Linked DNA regions of Hordeum vulgare: region 1 is linked to region 2. A link is a contact called in public Hi-C data. All regions are on one chromosome and are shown on one strand. Each heading gives the region's core, a stretch centred on a gene start, on an enhancer-like site or on the middle of the called end of the contact. The rest is flanking DNA. Distances are from core to core; before and after follow the strand shown. Region 1 has its middle 320 kb from the start of LOC123426236. Region 2 holds the start of LOC123426236 (glycosyltransferase BC10-like).

Region 1 (3,631 bases), core at 365-2,864, 320 kb after region 2:
GGAATGGTTCTTTTCTCTAGCTCCTGGTTGTATGCGTAGTCCCCAGGATTTGCTTTATTACTTTTGTGAAAATTATGTTCCTTCTCATAAGAAACAAGCTGCCTTATAGGAAAGATTTAACTTTGTGGAAATTGAAGAAGAGAATATCCCTCAAGATTGGGGGACTCTTCTCTAGTTACTTAAAGCTTTGTATGATCATCCTCTTAAGAAAAATGAAGTTCTTGATATATTTTAAAAATGAAATTCTTGATATATTTTATAATGGGCTAATCGATGCTTCTAAGGACTTCCTAGATAGTTGTGTGTAACAACCCAAGACCGACGCTCCAGAAGATTCCCCTTTTACTTCGTTGTCATCGTGCGATTAGATTGTCTGTCGCATTCATCATTGCATCATGCACATCATATGCATTGCATTGGCACTCCGTTGTCGTCAGTTTTCAAAACCTGCATCCGTTATTAGTTGTCGGTTCTCTGTGTGTTCGTCGTTGACCGTTTTGAGACCGACCACACACGCACACGCCCGCGACATCGTTAAAATCTTGTTTCTAAAAGTGTGTTTAAAATATTCTCGGATTGGATTGAAACTTGGCGTGCGGTCTAAATATAATGTAGGTAGGCTTCCTGTCAATTTTCGTCACAATAGGAATCCGTTTGATACTCGAACGGTTGATCGTAGCGGTACCGTCATTGGGTGATCGTCGGGCGTTTTTTGATGTTTTAAAATCTCGTTGCCAGGCCGCAAACCTGCCTCTCTTCTCAGCCCACAACCCCTCTTCAAAGCCCACTAAACCACCGACAATCCCATCTGATCGGAGCCGTCAGATCGCAATCCAACGGTCTAAAAGCAGAGCAAATCCACTAACCCTAGCTAAAACTGCTACAAATAGCACCTCCACCTGCCTAATTTGACATAAACCCTAATACCTCCTCGAAACCCGTGCAGCCACAAGCCTTCCACCTCCAGCCGCCGTTGCCTCCCTCCGATTCCGCGCCAGTCCGCAGCAAGGCCGCCACTTGGCGCCACCAGAGTGTCCGGCCGCACCCAGCCATCCAGGACAGGCCACGGCGAGAGCCTTCTCATCCCTGCGCACTGACCCACAGGGCCCAGATCCGGCCCTCGCGCGGCCCGTCCACCGCCGGCAGATGTTCGGGGTCGCCCGCCGCGTGCCCGAGCAGGCCCATGTGCTCCTTCCTGCTGCAACCTCATTGGCGCCGGCCAGCCCCGAGCCGAATCTGGCCGAGCCAAGCGCCAAGCCGCATCGCCGTCGCCAGCCCCAAGTGCCTACCCCAAGCCAGATCTGGTCGTGTTCCACTGGCCGGAGCCCCGGCACCCTCAGCCCTGTCGTCCGACACCTACCGAGCTCGCCCCGTCGCCCCGACCAGCCGGAGCTCCGCCTGCCGAGCTCACCGTCGGCCCTGGCCCCTTTGGGAATGGAGCCCCCTTGCCCGGATCCGTCGCCTTTCCCTGCCACCTACGGCCTCCCCGCCGGCACCATCCGCCGCCACCGTCAGTTGTCCTGCATGCTCCCGATCGGGACGGGAGGAGCAGGTCGCCCGCTCCCCACCTCGTGCCCTGTGGGCCGCCGCTGGCGTCAGCGTGGTGGGCCTCACCCAGCCCACGAGCTAGCCCAGCCGCGTGGCCTCCTCCAGCCGAAGCCGGTCCGCTCCAGCGACTGTGCGTGTTATAGTTATCTTGAGCATGCCTCTGTTTAGGCCTATAGCAGATTCCGGTCCGAATAGTTTTTTTTAGGTCTTGCGAATTTTATTATTTTCATAAAATTGCATGATTTAAAAAAGCCCGCGTAACTTTTACATTGTGCATCGGATCACAAAAAGTAGTTTAAAACGTGTAGAATTTTGCATAGATTAATATTTGACAACTCCCGTGCATATTTAAAGCTGTTAGCCATCATGTTTGCATTGGTTTGTGTGTCGACATGATAGAAACGGTTTAGTTCATAGTTAATTCTCCGTAGCTCCGTTGGAGATGAGCCATATATGTAAATGGACTAGAACGATGAGTAGAATCACGTGAACCACTTTCTTTTGCCGTTTAACAAACTTAAAATATGTTTAGGACAGATTTAGACAGATTACAAAGTTAATGCGTGGTGGTCATTTCGGAAATGCTATATGATGTTTCCGGCCTCATTGAAAATGCCTACATAGGTAGTTTAATTTCACTTCACCCCTTGCTATTTTTAACAACATTTAATACTGCCTGTAAATAAAGAGAGTGAACTAAATAATCAAATTTGAAGTTTCGTCAATATGCAACTCGTTGCTTATCGATCTTCACTTAATGTGTAGTGTTTGATTGTGTGAATTGCCATGTCATGCCTTGCATAATTGAAATGGACATGCATCATATTAGGGTGTGCATCATATCGTGCATGTGTTGTGGTGAATATCATGTGTTGATTCTTGTTTTCGGTTTTCTTCGTCTCGATAGAGTTCTGATCCGCTTCGGAATGTGAGGATCCGTTCGACTATGTCGGTTCACATGCTTTACGGACTCGTCCTTCTTCCATGCGGGATCACAGGAAAAATGATCATTTCCCTGGATACCATTACTACCATTGACATGCTAGTTGTTTCGTATCTATCGCTATGTCTCGCTGCCTACCACCTGTTAAATATGAGCCTCCCAACATTGCCATGAAAACCTCTAATCTTTCTACTACCCAACAAACCTATTTGGCTATATTACTGCTTGCTTAGCCTTTTGATATTGTTGCTAGTTGCAGGTGCAGTTGCTTCCATGTAAAAGCATGGGTTCCTTGTTATATCACCATATTATACTTGGTAAAAGGTGGAAGGCTTGGCCTTCTAGACTGGTGTTTTGTTCCACCTTTGCCGTCTTAGTTTTTGCTACCGGTGTTATGTTCCATAAATGAGCACTCCTAACATGATTGGGGTTGTTATGGGGACCCCCTTGACTTTCGTTTTGAGATAAAGCTCGTCTGGCAAGGCCCAACATTGGTACTATATTTTCCCAACATAATAATTCTGTTAATACTAAAAAACATAGAGCGTCATGAACCCGAGGATTAATTCAACATATTACAAGGGGGCTAGTGCTGCTGGTGTTGGTCCCAACAGAGCCAGTTGCGAGGCCACCCGGGGCAACTCGGGGGATGTCTATCCGGCCACCATACATAGTGCTAATACGTCGTGTCCTGAGAACGAGGTACGCGACTCCTATGAGGATCGTCGACACGCCGGGTGGCCTTGCTGGACTTTTTTTACCTTTCTCAAGCGTCTTGTGCGAGGGATTCCCAGGATACCTTGGGCTATCTGAAGGTTGAAATTTTCCAATAGGAACCCAAGGAGATCACAGGTTTTCCCTGATCGAGGTCACCTACTAGGGAAAACCCTAGTAGTAGCGCTTGAAATATGCATAGCAGTAGCGCTGGGCCAAGCGCTACTGCTATCGCGCTACAGCTAAACCCTAGTAGTAGTGCTGGTATGGGCAGCGCCACTGGTAAGTAGTGTTAGTAGTAGTGCTTCCCTGTCCAGCGCTACCGATAACTATCTATAGCTCTTGTTCATATGGCGCGCTGCTGCTAAGTCGCGCTACTGGTAAGTATTTTCAAGCGCTACTGCAAATATTTCTGCTTTCATAGAT
Region 2 (3,833 bases), core at 939-3,438:
GCATTTGAAAAGTTGAACAACACAATGTTACTGAAAATATGTTGGATTGCGTGAAGAATACGGATAAATAGTTTTGAATTATTTTGTAGCGAGACACATGCACCTGGTGTTGTCTACCTTATCCAACACCTATCGATAATGTCAATAAGATACAATATTGTTATGGAAAGTCCATAACAAACTAATTCCAACATTATGTGATTTGCTGACACATCTCATGGTATCGATATTAATAAAGGTTTTCTGTTATAAGTTTTACTGTGAGACTAGGCATCTTTTGTTTTCAAAACAATAGACTCATGCATAGTTAATTTGACTTGAATGAAGCAGGTATTCTCATTCCATATTTTTATTTGCTTTCATGCACAAAGGCTACTTGATCTTGGTAAGCTTCAGGAGATTGCTGTAAAATCTGTACGAGTATGTGAACGTGAGAAATCAAGCTCTCCCATATGAACATTCCTTGTACCGTTGGATATGACCCAGCAAGCAATATGATTACCATGCGAATGAAGCGAAAGACAACATTCCTGACGTTTGTGTTCATCAATATCTCAAACGCATAAGTATGTCTTAGTTTGTAACTGATAATTATCATCGATCTCTTTATATACATTGTTGATTACATTGTAAATGGACTGAAGTTCAATTTTTATATACATGTCAAATTCTGGCATTGATCTCTTTATATACATTATTTATTATTTTGACGGGTACTACGGCGAGCTTCCACCTGCTTGAGCTATATGCATTATCTTTATATATGTAAAATCAGGAAAGGAAGAAGCCCGTGGCAACGCACGGACGTTCTACTAGTATAAAATTAAAGAGGAGTGTTGGGCGCCGGCGCGCCAGCGCGAGCTCGCGCCGGCCGTACAATAGCCGTCGGACCGGGGGGGCCCTTGAACCGTCAGATCTCGTCTTCGTCCTCAACCTCGAGCCACGAGCGCCTCGCCGACCATCCTCGTCTAGCGCGCAGCGGCGCTCCCCTCGCCCCTCCCCTTTTCCCCCTGCCCCCTGGCGGTCGAAGGGTCCTTCTCCCGTCGCCCCCTCTCGCCGGACGTCCTCCCCGTCGGTCGTCGTCCTTGCAGAGCCAACAAACGTGAGCGCCTTATCGGTCCTTCGTTGCAGCTTTTTTCATCAACGGTTGTAGCATTTTATGTCAATAGTTGCAACATTCCGTCATAGCAATGACCGCTTGCAGCTTTTATATGTCTGGTTGCAGCTTTTTTCATCAACGATTGTAGCATTTTATGTCAACGACTGCAGCATTCCGTCATGGCAATGACCGCTTGCAGCTTTTTATATGTATGGTTACAGCTTTTTTAATCAACGGTTGTAGCATTTTATGTCAACGGTTGCAGCATTCCGTCATGGCAAATGACCGCTTGCACTATCATATGCCTAGTTGAAGCTTTTTCATTTTGGGTTTTGAAGCTTTTTCAAATACCCGTTGCAGCAATTTTGGGCGACGTTTGTAACATTTGTATACGCGCGCCCGACCACGGCGGCAGGCGACAAGGACGATGGGCGAAGGCTGGATCCGACGATGCGGACGGTCGACGGTGGCGGGAACTGGCGATCCGGGCGGGCCGACGGGGGCAGGGACCGGTACAACAACGACAACAACGCAGGGGCGCGCACATGGTGAGCCTCTTCGACTATGAGCTGCACCACGCACGAACCGTCAGAATGAGAAAGAGATCGCAGAATAAAATAGGAGATCGACGACCCGCGTGCGTCGAGCCGAACGTTCGGCCGGGCGCAGACGAAGAACGTTTCTCAAAATTAAATCATTAATTTTAGGAGAGAGGAGTATATCAATACTTGCTTGAGGAAGAGCGAAACTGATGGGGCCCAAACTAGGCAACTGGTTCGGATCCGATTCCCCACTCCCACACCGCCCGATTAGGAAACCACACTAGAACTATTATCTTGGCAAATCGCATCGGACGGTCCATATTCATCCTTACCCTTAACCTCGGCTGGACAGCCACCCATCCTTCCTCGTGAAACTAAAACTCTGCCTTTCCTCCAAAAAGTACTGAAGCCCTGCCTCCACACCCACTGGCACAGAGACCCCACCAAACAACGGGCCTGCATGTCACCGACCGAAGCAAAGAAAATTCCGTGGCGAACTTGATATTCCTGCCTTCCCTAAAAGAAAAAAACTAGATATTGCGGCCACGTTGGTGTCCGCCGAGCTCAGAGTGAATGAAACAAAGAGAAGGAGAAAGCGAGAGGAGAGGCGGACGCGAGACGGGACTAGCGCCACTCCATTCCATTCCATTCCACTTCCCTCCCTCGCTTGCCTTCCTTCCTTCCTAGCACAGCATCCCCAGATAGATAGATAGAAACCCCCGATTCCGATCGCCGGGATGAGGTTCTGACCCCCGATTCGGTCCGTCGATTCTAATTTCCCCTCGATTTGGTGCGGGATTAGCGGCCGGAAATTAATCGCCATGACGGCGTCGTCGCCGATGGTGCTGTCCCTCCTGCTCTTCGCGTCGCTCACGGCGCTGCTCTTCCTGGCTCCTCGCGCGTCGTCACCGCCGCTACCGCTGCCGCTGCCCGTGCTGGTTGGGGACGAGGAGGCGCCGCCCGCCGCTGGGAGTGCTGCTGGTGGTGCGGCCAGCAGCGGAGGAGGGGCGGGAGTTGAGGAGGGGCCGGAGGACCTCGCGCTCTTCCGGCGCGTGACGCTCGACGCCGGCGAGGGCGCGGCGATGGCGTCCAAGGTGGCGTTCATGTTTCTGACCAACTCCGACCTCACCTTCGCGCCGCTTTGGGAGTGCTTCTTCGCGGGGCACGGCGACCGCTTCAACGTGTACGTGCACGCAGACCCGGCGGTGCGCCTGCGGCTTCCCCCTACGCCTTCCTTCCGGGGCCGCTTCGTCGCGGCCAAGCCGACGCGGCGTGGGGACCCGAGCCTCATCGCGGCAGCGCGGCGCTTGCTTGTCGCAGCGCTGCTCGACGACCCGGCCAACGCCTACTTCGCGCTGCTCTCGCAGCACTGCGTTCCGCTCCACTCCTTCCCGCGGCTCTACGAGGCGCTCTTCCCGCCCAGAGCCGCGCACCACCACCGCCTCCCGAGCTATATCGAGGTGCTCACCGGCGAGCCCCAGATGCCCGTGCGCTACGTGGCGCGCGGTGAGGACGCCATGCTCCCGGAGGTGCCCTTCGACCGGTTCCGCATCGGGTCCCAGTTCTTCACGCTGGCCCGTCGCCACGCCGTGCTAGTGGTCCGCGAGCGCCGTCTCTGGCGAAAGTTCAGGGAGCCGTGCCTGCCGGAGTCGCAGGACTCTTGTTACCCGGAGGAGCACTATTTCCCGACGCTACTCGACATGGCCGACCCCGCCGGCTGCACCCGGTACACGCTCACGCGCGTCAACTGGACCGACAGCTTCGAAGGCCACCCGCACACGTATTCCGCGCCAGAGGTGTCGCCGCGGCTCATAACCGAGCTGCGCCTGTCCAACACCTCCACCTATGAGCACATGTTCGCGCGCAAGTTCGCTCCCGACTGCCTTGGCCCGCTCATGGCCATCGCCGACACTGTCATCTTCAAAGATTGATCGATGCGGTGCTCTGCACCATAGCTGCACATAGGAGGTACGTTCTGACGCCTGATTTCTGAAAAGTTCCATAGGTTCTAGACACTACTTCTTGGTTATGCTCCTGAGCCATGCATGCATTTTAATCACAAATTTGCAACCCATAGATGATCGAAACATATTGCTAATGTCAGTTCACCCCCCAAATTCATTTAATATACTGGAACATCTTGTGAGACGAGATGACTGAAGAACATTGAATACATTTTTTTTTTGGAAAAA

The links. Hi-C and Micro-C count contacts between places; a contact is called where the count stands out from the background.
Region 1: a contact with region 2 is called in a Hi-C map of seedling, with 2.9 times the contacts expected there. The contact joins the enhancer-like site here to the promoter of LOC123426236 in region 2. A contact is called at or near these places in 1 of 6 Hi-C or Micro-C datasets (seedling) and 1 of 1 datasets of contacts at active chromatin or transcription factors (embryo).

The regions. Positions count from the first base shown.
Region 1 is chr2H:347,056,002-347,059,632 of MorexV3_pseudomolecules_assembly, forward strand. No RefSeq gene overlaps it. Among protein-coding and RNA genes, the nearest start is that of LOC123426236, 320 kb to the left of the region's middle. Within about 2 kb of position 1,615, at least 3 of the 3 cell types and tissues checked have open chromatin away from gene starts, as enhancers often do. A contact at or near this core is called in seedling, where this site is marked.
Region 2 is chr2H:346,731,243-346,735,075 of MorexV3_pseudomolecules_assembly, forward strand. It overlaps LOC123426236 (glycosyltransferase BC10-like), which reads left to right and starts at 2,189. Exons shown (of 1, transcript XM_045110038.1): 1 at 2,189-3,609. The coding sequence starts at 2,463. The coding sequence ends at 3,572. LOC123426235 reads left to right here. Exons shown (of 5, transcript XR_006622114.1): 5 at 1-688.